3 separate regions of the Pan troglodytes genome follow, and all the other regions are linked to region 3. A link is a contact called in public HiChIP or PLAC-seq data. All regions are on one chromosome and are shown on one strand. Each heading gives the region's core, a stretch centred on a gene start, on an enhancer-like site or on the middle of the called end of the contact. The rest is flanking DNA. Distances are from core to core; before and after follow the strand shown.

Region 1 (4,325 bases), core at 1,410-3,909, 270 kb after region 3:
ACTGGGAAAACCAATTATGACATCCAAGATTTAGAACTTAGATGAGCAGAATGATGGCATAATTATAAGTATTTTAAAGGAGAGGAGGCCGGGCACGGTGGCTCACACCTGTAATCCCAACACTTTGGGAGGCTGGGGGGGGGGGGGGGGTCAATTGCCTGAGATCAGGAGTTCGAGACCAGCCTGGCCAACATGGTGAAACCCATCTCTACTAAAAATACAAAAATTAGCCAGGCGTGGTGGCAGGCACCTGTAATCCCAGCTACTCGGGAGGCTGAGGCAGAAATGCGTGAACCCAGGAGTTGGAGGTTGCAGTGAGCTGAGATCGCACCGCTGCACTCTGGCCTGGGTGACAGAGTGAGACTCTGTCTCAAAAAATAAGAAGAAAGGAGAAGAGGAGATGAAGGGGAATAATTAGCTTGCTTTTTGTTTTGCTAGCTGTCTTGAGTTACCCTGAGAGCAGAAAAACCAGTTAAAAATGTTTTACTGAAGAAGCCGAATCGAGGGACTCATGAGAGGCAGAACTGGAAAACCAGATTTGGGAGTAATCCTCCCAGCAATGAGACATGAAAGAGTGCTGAGCGATAAACAAGGCGGCTAATGACTTAACTACATTTAAAGACAGAGTAGAAAAAGAGAATGAGGCCTCATTTTGCGGAAGCGAAGGCTGCCTGAGAGCCAGCTGCAGTAAACACTAAAGAAAAAGAACAATGACTGAGAAAAAGTAATCAGAAAGTTCTAAGTAATTTTTAGGGCAGTAATGGCTTAAACTGGATTACAAGGGATTAAAAAGTGAGTAATGAGTAGGGCATACTGAACACTGAAAATTCTTATTTATAGAGAATAGCCTTACGAAACGGGTCCAATAACCCTCCCTACAATATACAACTTAATTAGTCATCACAGGAAGTGTTAAGGTGTATAATGGAAAAGCATCCATAAACTCAGTGGTGAAATAGCTATGAATTAAGTCCTGGCGCAACTTCACACCAGCTCTCTGACCCTGACAGTTTAACGTCTAATATAACCCTAGGATGCTAATATCATCTAACATTCACTTTTCATGAGGATTAAATAAGATGACAACTTGCAATTTACAAAATGCATCTCTCTTGATTCTCACCAAAAACTATGAAGCTACTAAGGAAGATAAGGAAATGTAGGTTCAAGAAGTTCAGAAGTACCCAAAGTGTCCTTTAGTGGCAGAACCAAGGCTAAAATCAGACTTTCGTTATCTTTCTAACACACTCCCAAAATGTGCATTTATATTTCAAATTTATGAGGAACCAATGAACATTTTTGCTTTGTTTTTAAAATTTATTTTTGTAGAGATGGGGTCTTGCTATGCTGAGCAGGCTGGTCTTCAACTCCTGGCCTCAAGCGATGATCCTCCTGCCTTGGCTTCCCAAAGTCCTGGGATTACAGGTGCGAGCCACACTGCCCAGCCAATATTTTCTGTTTTAAGAACCATCGGTTCGTTCAAATTGCGTGTGTATATTTTAATGTACAAGGCTTGATTGGTAACTACAACCACTGTTTCAATTTACAGCTCTTCCCTGTCAAGAGTCTTAAACAGAGCATCTTTCTATAACCCTAAATCTCTGGCGTGCCACCACGGAAAATTATACTACTCAAGATAAAGCTGGTAATTAAAATAAAAACCCAAACTTGAACATAACATACAAGAACACACATACTAAAAGGTCCATCTTCTGAGTATTTTGTTTTCCTGAACTTAAGCTAAACGTTAAAAAAAAAAGCACTTATCTATGAAACTAAGTTTGCTCAGCCAATCCCACCTTCTATTTGAAATAAAACAAAATGATTAAACTGCCACAATTAGAAATAACAGAAATCAGGCGGCTACAATTAGACATCTCGGCTACCAACTCAGCTATGCATCTAACAACACAGACCAAACAACCCTAACTTTTAAGTTTCAGACGCTAAACCTCTACCCTCGCCTGCTGGCATAAGAAACGTGTACATGAGGTCCAGTTTTAATGGTCTTCCACAGAGCAGAGGCTATGTTTCAATTTCTACTTTACTGTCTTACAGCAGCAAGGAGCATGGAGTGGCGGTCCACATAAAAACTCAAATGACATGACTGTAATGGGAAACCCTAAAAACCAAGGCTGTATCGCAATCACCAAGTAAACTTGAGCAAAGCGAGCCTGAAGAGGGAAACACAGGGCATGAGAGGACGGCAGGGAGACCGGCCTTGTGCGGACCCCCTCAGCTCAGGGTTCTGGGGCCTGCAGGAGCCCGGGGCAGCGCCATCACGGCGGTGACTCCTAAACAGGCTTCAGCAGATGGGGGAAGGGCGAAAGTGAAAGCCGCAGCTCTCTGGGGTTTTTACCCTCCGTTGAAAACGTAGGGCGAAAATCGCAGCTGCAAAGGGCCCGCGGCTCTGTGCGGTTCCATCCCCAAGTCTCTGCCAGGAGCCGAATACATGGCTGTAGAGGACAACATCGCACGGCTGCGCCTGCGGATCCGACACTTGCTGTCTCACGGCGAGATGGCTGCCTTGACCGGACGTTACGCCACTTCCGGCTTCTCCTGAAGTTCGCTCCCGGCCTCTCTATCTCGCGCTAGTCGTTGCTCCTGGAGGGCTGCACGGCGGCTTGTCCCTTTGGTAGTTGAATCCCGCCCATTCCAAAAAGCGCTGACAGAGATGTAAAGGGTTTTTTTTGTTTGTTTTTTGTTTTTTTCCCCCTCGAAGAAAACATTGGAATTCACCCCAATGGACAAAAATTTAAGTCTGACCATACAAAAAAATTGTCAGAACTATGGCGCAACGGCAACTCGAATAACGGTGGGAGCGTTAATTGTCCTGGCTAATAAAAAATGTATATAACATTTCCTATCCTTAAAGAGCTCACAACCTCACTGATAATAAAAAGTACAAAGAAAACAAGCAGTATAACATATGATTACGCCACAATGAACTACAGAAGGGAAAATCAAGGCGTGCTGAAGTCCCACTAAGAAACAACTGCGCAAAGAGCCATGTGACAACAGTGCATGAACTGGGAGTGGCAGAACTTAATATAAATGCATGTGTAAACACAAGCTGTTTGTTTTGCTTAGTGTTCCTTGTCATTCTACACGCTTGAAGATCAGCTAGCGTTCTTGCTGACAGGTAAGGAGGACGCGCTTACTGAGTGCCAAGCACTGCTCAGGCACTGATTCTGTCAATCTCTGTCAATCTCCCGACAGCCCAAGGGTAAGCACTGTTATCATTTTTCAATTTTACAGAAAACAAATGCGGGGGAGAGGTCAGGTAACTTGCCAAAGGTAACGCCGCTAGTTGCTTTAAACAACAACAACAACAACAAAACACACTCACACATATACACACACACGCCATTTAAAAATCGATCTTTCCTACGTCCAGCAAGGGCCAATTAGAGATGGCTGTGGCACGGCGGCCCCGCCCCGGAACTCCTCAAGAGCTTTGCCCCTCCTTACCTATGGAAAGACAGGAAGTGACCTATGCTCACACTTCTCATGGCCTCGGCCCTAGTGGGAGCAACTCGCTGAAGCCGAGGGCAGAACTGGCGGAAGTGACATTATCAACGCGCGCCAGGAGTTCAGTGAGGTCGGGCAGGTTCGCTGTGGCGGGCGTCTGGGCCGCCGGCTGTTTAACTTCGCTTCCGCTGGCCCATCGTGATCTTTGCAGTGACCCAGGTAACAGATTGTACTCTTTTCTGACGGTTCGGGCGAAGGCCACCACTGCACTGAGGCCTGGGGGCAATGGTGGGGAAGAGACTAGGAATTGGCGCGCGTGCAGGCCCCTCGGGGGACGTTCCTCCCTTTCGTGCTGCCGCCGTTCCGGCCTGTAACGGCCACTCCCGCCACTCCCGCCTGGTGCCCTACTCTGCTGTGTTTCGCAGGCAGCTTCCCATGGTGCGATTGTGGGGCTCAGGGTACTACTGGCTGGCTGGGCGGCGGCAGGCGGGACAGGACAGTCCCTTGCATCGAAGACCCTAAGTTTACCCTGCCCTGTCCTGCCATCCGCTTCTTCTCCATGTTAGAAGCAGATTCACCCAGATCTGTGCCCGCCTGTTTTGCTGCCAACATTGAGACTTAAATATTTTGTCAGAAGCCTGAGACAGCGGGCACGGTAGCGCTTAAGATATAATACACACCACTTTATTTGCAGGGTCTCCCGTCTCTCGGTTCAGGCCATCATGGTTTTCCAAATCTCTAGGTAGACTTTTCTGTGAAAAGACAGTGCTTCATTTAGTTATACAGACACTAGAAGGCTATGCAGAATTAATTTGATTGCCTCCAAAAAATATCGGATTTGATGTTTCAATTTC
Region 2 (4,292 bases), core at 1,787-4,286, 500 kb before region 3:
AAATTCACAAGTGTTCATCTGACAGGCCATATTGGAGAGTAAAGGTAGTTGTGCGTGGGCCTTCTGAGTGCATGGACGTGGAATTTAGCTACAGGATGAATGTTCTCCTGCTTCCGTAAGTTGTTTTGATGAGACATGAAGACATGTTCTGAACAATATTAGAAGAAAGCATCACCTTGGTACATCTGGCACCTGCCCTGCCCCCGACCTTTTCCTGAGTGAACAGAAGCCACGTCCCTTTTTAAATTAAGTGATGGAATAGCCTGGCCTGTTCCATGTCCTTGCTGCTGTCTCCCGTGCTCGCTCCTCTGGGGCTCCAAGCATGTGGCTGAGAATCCATTTGGGACATCCGTTCCCCATCCCTGCCTGTCTCTATCATTAAACAAAGTGAAGATAGTCTGATGTCACTGGCTTTCCAAACTCTTACTTGGATTCACTGTAATGTAGACTAAACAAATGGCTTAAAATTCACTGTTTGCAGAGACCTTATCCTCTGCTCCACTCAGTAGAGACATGACCTGCCCCTCGAAGCTCTGCTCATTCCACTGCCTTCCTGACAGGCATGTGCGCAGCTTCAGGAAGCTCTCTGAGGTCAGAAACCCTGTCGTTTTACCTGTTTGCACCCCCTCTTTGTGTGTCCTGAATATTTTTACTACCTTAAATGTGGGTTCTTTCCCCCACAACATTTGTTTTAAATAATTTTAAAGCTACAGAAATGTTTCTAGAATAGTCCAATGGATTCCCACATGACAATTCAACTATCGTTGGCATTTTGCCACACTTATTTTCCCCTTTTAAGTACACATATATCATTCTTTTGACTGAACCATTTTGAAAGTTAGTCATTGTGATGTGATGTTTTGCCCCCAAATACTTGAGCATTCATCTATTGAGAACAAAATCATTCCCCTTCAGTTATCAAATTGAGGAAATTTAACAATAACACAGCACCATTATCTAATACATGGTCCATATAAAATTTTTCCCAGTGTGTATAATAATATCGTTTATACCTTCGTTTATACCTGTTGTTTGTTTTTATCCAAGCACCACAACTGCTTTTAGTTACTATATCTTTTATTTTTAAAATCTGGAATAGCTCCCTTTTTGTTTTTTTCTTTCTATGTCAGAGACATTTTTGAAGTATTTATGTCACCTTTACAGAATATTCATCAATTGGCTTTTGTTAGATTGTTTCCTCAAATTTGACAGTTTTAAAGAAACACTGCATCCATGATACTGTCGGAACCAGTGCATCACATCAAGACACATGATTGACACAATAATGCTGTGTGCCACTCGGCGCATCACAGCAGGACACATGAGGCACATATGTGCTGCTGTGCACTCCTCTGAATATTGCAGGACGTGTGGGTGGGGCCAGGTGTTGTCAAGGTCCCGGCAGGTCGCTCTGCCCTCTAGACACAACGGCTGGATGGGCGGTGGACACCTGCTCTGCGGAGCCTGGGCAGCAGCTGAAGATGATGTGGGGAGGGGCTGCTCAGCTGGGGCTGGAAGGTGAGGAGGACAGGGCTGGGCTGGCCGCCTTGTGGAGATAGCAGGACTTGTTGAGGGAAAGTCAGGCCAGGGATGCAAACCAAAGCCTGAGGAGAAACTGCAGCGCCGTGCATGGCCTCAGCTCCCTTTCTGAGGCCCCGTTGATGTGAGTGCTTTCAACAAGCCCTCCAGGGAATCTCTGCTGCTTGCAACCAAAAAGTAGTGACCACTGGAAGAGCCAGCCCCTGTGAGAGGACAGAGGCATGGCCGCCATCAAGAGGCAGGCAAACCCCAGAGAAGGAGGCCACGGACTTGGCAGTGGACGACCGGTGTGCGATCTCAGTGCCACAGGTTACTGGTTTTGTGGCAAGATGTGTACCTGCTGACAGCATGGCTTCCTCGTCTGCAGAGTGTGACAGTGACATTCCCTGCCTCATTAGACAGACGTCAGGATACAGTGAGGCGCGGTGCTCAGCCCCATTCTGGCACGTAGCATCGATAAACACCAGCTCTTACCGGATCGTTCCCTTATGCTGGGAGGAAAGAAACGGTTTGGATTTCCTCTGTCTAGAAGCCCAGCTATCTGCATGTGTGTTCAGAGGACGCTCTCGTATCTCAGGAGTGAAACCGAAGCATCCTGTACATCTTTCCCCCACCCCCACTCACAGCCTCGGATTCTCTGCACAGCTTTAGTAAAGGAGCTGATGGGGAATCGGATGCCTGACCCCGAGTCCTCACTCTGGGGCTCGAGCTTAGGATAACTTCAGGTTCAGCTGAGGCCTCTGAACTGTGACTCCGCCCCGTGGCCGCATGCGTCGGAACTCCTACCTGCCCTTTGCCCTTCTCGAGGCCGGTGCTTGACTGGAGGAGGGCCGGCAGCAGAAATGCAGCTGACCGGGTTGCGTTTTCGTACGGCTGACTAAAGCGGATACCGGTGGAGACTCATTTCTCGTTTTATTTTTCAACGATTTGGCGGAGAAGCTCCTCTTGCGAATGGACTTTGGATTTCTTGGAGCTGCGCTGCGGGTCCCACAGTGTGGCTTTCGGCCCGTGCTGTGCTGGCGCTTGCACTTCCTCTGGCGGGGCACGGGGTGGCGCTCCCGGGTAAAGCAGCGGCCAGCGGGAGCCCTGAGTGAGGCGCTGCCTCTCCCGCTGAAGCGGGTTCCAAGGCCACCGTGAGGGGGACCATCCATCCAGGTAAAATGTGTTCTTTCCTTGTTCCTTTGCGAATCGATGGGGATCAGGCTTCCCCAGGTGGTGAAGTGAGGAACAGGGACCGCGGGGCTCGCCTGACCCATTGGGGTCTCCATCCTTGTCCGTGCTGACAAAAGACAAGCACAGACATCGCCTGAAATCTTCCCGCCTCCGTGAGGGAGGCCTGCGTCTGGGAACGCGCTGCAGGGAAGTGATCCCTGAGTGAGGAAGGAGGTGCCGGGGCATCATTAATCAGACCTCGGGAGGCAATGCCGGGAAGGTTCTTTGTTTAAAGAAACACTCATGTTTAAAGAGCACTTGGTGCGGACTTGCTGTGGCCATCGCCCTCAACAGCTCATCTTTAGGAGGTGCAGGCTGAACTCACGCCTCGGTGTCGTCCATGTCCGCCTGCCGCGCAGAGGAGACAGCGAGAGGCCTTCCCACCGCACGGCTTTTACGGGAAGCTCTTCACATTGGCTAGAGGGGTGTGGTTTGGTTTATAGCCACACCAAGTAATTTTAATAGAACTCAATAACTATGTTGCCTTGCAGGCTCCGAGTGCTACAGGCAGACCCGAGTCCGAGTCTTCCTACGGCTCATTGTCCCCCTCTGGATTTCCTAGGGACTCCAGATACGATGGCATCAATGTCAGTTAACTTGGCACTTCTTAAAATAGATCTATGATCAAATCTTAAGTTTTTCCAAATAAGACTGGAGGAATGCAGGAAGGTCATTTGATTACTTTAAAATAAGAGGATTTTATGTTAAAATATTGAAAAAGCCAGTCATAAAACTAAGCTCTGTACCAATGAATATAGTTCGTGAAGCCAGCAGCACAGGCTTATTATTATAAATATCAAACACCACCATTATGAGTAAGCTCATTTATTTTCAAAGCACTTTGCGATCATTAATTGTTCACGTCTGTGAATACCCCCTGAGAGACAGTGTTATTAACTGCATTTGAAAGGAAGAAAACTAAGGCACAGAAAACCCGTAATTCATTGTCCTGAGGGGAAAAGGAGACACCAGGAACACGGCTGTCCTTTCGCTGCATCTTCTCTTTGGTAGAGATCCAGGGACATCTGGAACATCCACCCTCTTTCTCCCACTCACGGCCATGCCACCATCTAGTGCCGCACTGACATTTCCTCTCAATCTCAGGATAATCACATCGATGTAACACTTGGCAGGTTTGTTATCTCAGTGTCTATTATCTCAAAAATTAATCCTAATAGCAACCTTAGAAAGAGGCAATATTAGCCCCATTTCATAGGAAAATGAAGGATCAGTGAGAAAGTGACAGGTCTGTCACTGGCAGTGCAGGGCAGGGCCGTTGTGGTGAGTCAGGCCTCGGCTGCAGGTCTGAGTTTATGCCATTGCCCCCATCTGTGGGGTCTAGGAGGCTGTTGTCTAAGCAGAAGGCATGACCCATCAGGGGCCATGGGTGGTGGGCACAGAATTGAGTCATCTGACTGCCTTCCCACCCACCTGTATGTGTTCTTTGTTTTATTTAAGTCCTGTGAGGGTAGTTTAGGACCTTGTCCCTTCCCACAGCATAGCACAGAAAATTGGGCAAGTCCAGACCATGACTAAATCCA
Region 3 (4,006 bases), core at 1,374-3,873:
CGAAGGCATCGTCCCGGGGACGGCAGAAAACGGAGCAGCCCTCTCCGTAGTAGTGTTCGTCACACACGAAGCGGTAGGAGTACTTGAGGTCCGTGCGGCCGCTGCTGTGCAGGTCCTGGGACCACTCCTCGCCCACCGTCAGGTGCCTCTGGGTGGCCAGGCGGCTGATGAGTCTTTCTGGGTTTTCTATGGGGAGAAGATGCTCCTGGTTGGTTCTGAACGAGAACCCTGTGACTCGGGACAGAGGGCGGGTGGGCCGAGACATTCAGCACGGGAAGGAGGCCCAAGCTGCTCCACCCTGAACTTTCTGGGGCACGTGCAGAATGAAAGCTGTCCAGGTTTGGCTGGGGGATGGGTGGGCAAAGTCCAATGCTATTAACTGGGGAAAGCAGTTTTGGGGTTTGGGTTTTGTTTTTACCTGTTGCGAGGTCATCAGGAGAATCTGTGTGGAGAGCTTCAATAATCAGAGAGAAGGTGCCCTGGGAGAGAGGGGAGAAGACGTAAGACAACCCAGAAAGGTAACGAAAAGAAAACGGCAAAAAGCAGTCATTCCTAACAACCAGGTCAGCAACAGAGGCCTGAAGGCTACAGGTCTGGGGCAGCGTGTCTGGAGAGGGTCTCCACGCACCTCCTGCCTGCTCTCACCTTCCCTAAGGAAATGGAAGAACTTTTTAAAGAGTGGTTTCCTGACGTGTTTTTTCAGCCTGTACTACAGGATATTACGTTGTTTTTTTTAATTAGAGAGAGAGAGAGAATGCAGGCAGGATGGGGTGGAAGAGGCCCGAGGGCCCTTGTCATTTTTCTTGGGGGATGGGCACGCTCCGGGTGGGAGCGGTCGCGCTGCGCGGGTAATTGCGCCACCAACGCGTCTAGGAGTCGGGAAACCAGAACCTTCCCACGTGAAGGGGCGCCTCTGACTGGAGACCTGGCACAGAGGCCGGATACGGAAATCTCCCGGGCGCGCTCGGCCTCTCCTCCTCGCCCCAGCGCGGTCCCCTCCTGCAGGCCGCGGGGCCCCGGGGCCCCGGGGCGAGGTGTCCGCGCTGCTGGGCTGGAGTCCTGGGGCCGCCGCTAGGCAGATCGCAGCGCCCACCTGCGCCTCGCGGGGTCCCTGAGGTCCCGCCACCGAGCGCCCAAGGCGGGATCCCAGCGCGTCCTGCAGCCCGCCCAGCTTCAGGGCCGGCCCGGCGCGCGCAGGTGCGGCACTCACCGGCCAGGTGAAGCCGAAGGGGAAGCGGATGGGGTTGCTGAACGCGGAGTCGGCGCCCCCGCCGTCGGGCAGACTGAAGGAGTCGACGCCCAGCACGGGGGTGACGGCGCTGCCGTAGGTGCAGGGCGGCTCGGGGGACACGCTGGCCTGGTAGTGCTTGAGGCACACGCGGAAGAAGGTCCGGCAGGCGCACGGCGGCGGCCCCGCGCCCCCGCGGCAGCAGTTGCGGTTCCCCAGCAGCCCCTTCTTGTTGACGAACTCCTGCAGCTTCAGTTCGAACACCCCAGAGCTCCAGACCTGCACGGGGGAGGGCGGGGGCGTGAGGACGCGGGTCCCGCCCGAGCTAGGGGGCGTGGGGCCTGGGTGGGGGTTGTGCGGAGAGCCTGGAAGGGCTCAGGGGCCGAGCGCGCTCGCTGCACGGCCGGCGCTGGGGTCGTCGCCCCCGGGATTCATCTTCCGGGCCGTGGCTGGCGTGGCCCGTGCCGCTGTCCGCCCCTCCCCGCGCGCTCCTGCCCCGCGCCCCGGCTACCCGTGAGACCCCGCAGGGCTGCGGCGCCCCCACCTGCCCGCCTACCTGACACAGCAAGGCCGAGAGCACCGCCAGGGCCAGCGCGCACCGACTGCCCATGCTGCTTCGCTCCACGCGCGAGCCTGGGGGGCCCCCACTTCTCTCCTTAGAACAGCGGCGGACGCGCGGGGGATCGATGGGCCACGGGGAGCGTGGGCAGAAAAGCGCCCTTGCCTCGCCCCAGACCGGAGGACCCAGGACTTCTTTCTTTAAAAGCCGGTCTCCGCCTCTTCCCAAGGCCGCGGTTCTTTATATCCGCCCTGCGAGGTCCCGCGGCAGCCCCAGGGATGCCCGAGGAAAGGCAGCTCTCGGGGGACAGCGCGGCGGCGGCGACTTTCGTTTTCCTCCTTCCTCCCAGCCCCCGAGGAGGTGAGGGTCGCCGGCTTCCTGGTTTTGTCTTGAGCTTCTTCGCAGGAGAGGGAGGGGGAGAAAGAGAAAGAGAGAGAGTCCAGATATTGAGCTTAATTCCCAAGAGAGCTGCAGAGCTTCCTCCCGAGCCGATTAGAAAGCCGCGGTCTGGAAATCCCACGGGCAAGGCGATAATCCGGGGCCAGCGGCGCGCGCTGAGGGGACGGTCGGCGGCGGGTGTGCGCGGCGGCCCCTGCGGATCGCGGCCCGGTGTCACTCGGCGGCGGCGGTCGTTCCGGGAGCACTCCGGGCTCTGATCTCCGGTGTCACAGCAAAGATCCGCGTCTTTCCGATGAATCCAGCCAATGCCATCCAGTACACACGCGCAGGACCGGAGGGGCCGGGCCGTGGGAGGAGGCTCTGCGCCGCGGCTGCCCGGGTTCCCCTGCGCTCTGCCCTCGGCCGGGTCGGGTCTCCGCGGGTGCGCGCAGAGGATCTGGCTCTCGCCGGCGCCTGCCGCCCTTATATTCAGCCGGCCGCCCGCATGGCTAATGAGATGCAAATCAGCAGCCCCCCAATCTGGCGAGAGCTGTCACAAAGGAGCCACTTTTCCAAACCCTCCTCTCAATGGATCGCCAAATGGTCAGTGAGCTGTAAAATGTGCAACCCTCCTCCCCGCCCCCACCCTTCCCCGCCCCCCCAGTCCTCCCCTGCCCCCGCCCCCAGCCCCCCCTTCCTCCCTCACCACACAAAACGCACTCATTTACATTCCTGCAAAATGTTCACCGCAAGAATCCCCCTGCTTCTGGAGCTGGTGCCGCCGCCCCGTCCCCTCCGCACGCCCTCCCGGGCCACAGACGCCCAGAGACCCTCGGCCACACGCGGGGGGCGGCGCTGCGGGCCCCACTTGAGCGGCGGGACGCGGCCTCCGAAACTCCGGGCCGCGGCGCCAGCCGAGGGGTCTCCTTGCGCCGACAGCGTCCCGGGGGCTTGGGGAGGGCGGCTGCGAGCAGGAGGATGAAGTTCGAGGCCCGAGCTCTTGGCGGGGCCGCCCCTTCTTTGGGGCAGGCGCTTCCTAAGGAGGAGTCTCTTGGGGGCGGAGGCGGGGGTGGCGATTCGGGGAGCATCGTAGGAAAGGGGCGGGCGGAGCGGTGGGCCGAGGGCTGCCAGAGCGAAGCGGCAGTTTCGGGAACTTTGGGGAGGTCCGAGGCGGGGACACCTCCTGGCCCAGGATGGCGACTGAGCCTCGGGGAGTGCAGAGCCGACGCGCGGGCGGGGCCAGGACGCCCCCTGGGACACCCGCATCCCCGCGCCTTCGGTGTCCTCTCGTGGTCCGCGACCACTGGGAGTGGGGGCCGGGGGGCCGGACAGCATATCCCCGGAGCCAGGAGAACCTGGCCTTCAACTCCCCCCATAGACACGCGCCCTCCCCCACAGGATCCTCGGCCGCCGCCACCTTCCCCGGGTCTGGGCCCCTCTCTCCCGGGTATCCCCCTCGGCCTCCCTCCGCCTGGTAAGAAGTGAGTTTGGTGTGTGTCGTTCGCGTGGCTGTCATTAAGGCAGCCTGTTATTGTGCGAGGCTGAATCAGTGGCTCTTTGTGCGCTCAGCTGTATGGTAATGCAGACAGCACCTGCTCCCCGCACAATGCGGAGAGAAAGAGCTCCCCTCCGCGCGCGCCGCGGCCTCTGCAACAATGTCCGGCACATGTTCTAAAGCCCCCTCCAGCCCCGGCCCCCAACCCACAACCTTTACACAACCGTCACCTTATTAGGTTTTTACACGTCCATCAGACACTAGAACTTTTGTTTTCATTTTTTAAAGGGAAATGAGTTTATTGGGAGGGCCGAGAACACACGTATCACACAATGAATTATCTAAA

Evidence for each region. HiChIP or PLAC-seq counts read pairs in DNA pulled down with a chosen protein or histone mark.
Region 1: a contact with region 3 is called in an H3K4me3 HiChIP or PLAC-seq map of stem cell-derived excitatory neurons, with 2.6 times the contacts expected there. The contact joins the promoter of PSMB1 here to the promoter of DLL1 in region 3. A contact is called at or near these places in 1 of 7 Hi-C or Micro-C datasets (stem cell-derived neural progenitor cells) and 1 of 1 datasets of contacts at active chromatin or transcription factors (stem cell-derived excitatory neurons).
Region 2: an H3K4me3 HiChIP or PLAC-seq map of stem cell-derived excitatory neurons shows a contact between it and region 3, with 18 times the contacts expected there. The contact joins the promoter of LOC104007088 here to the promoter of DLL1 in region 3.

What each region holds. Positions count from the first base shown.
Region 1 is chr5:182,656,963-182,661,287 of NHGRI_mPanTro3-v2.0_pri, forward strand. PSMB1 (proteasome 20S subunit beta 1) reads right to left here and starts at 2,660. Exons shown (of 6, transcript XM_001140101.4): 1 at 2,360-2,660. The coding sequence starts at 2,472. It overlaps TBP (TATA-box binding protein), which reads left to right and starts at 3,610. Exons shown (of 8, transcript NM_001104607.1): 1 at 3,610-3,690.
Region 2 is chr5:181,877,485-181,881,776 of NHGRI_mPanTro3-v2.0_pri, forward strand. LOC104007088 (putative uncharacterized protein encoded by LINC00242) reads right to left here and starts at 3,037. Exons shown (of 2, transcript XM_054686553.2): 1 at 2,794-3,037; 2 at 1,070-2,792. The coding sequence starts at 2,940. The coding sequence ends at 2,322.
Region 3 is chr5:182,382,725-182,386,730 of NHGRI_mPanTro3-v2.0_pri, forward strand. It overlaps DLL1 (delta like canonical Notch ligand 1), which reads right to left and starts at 2,624. Exons shown (of 11, transcript XM_520601.8): 1 at 1,785-2,624; 2 at 1,211-1,507; 3 at 419-479; 4 at 1-186. The coding sequence starts at 1,838.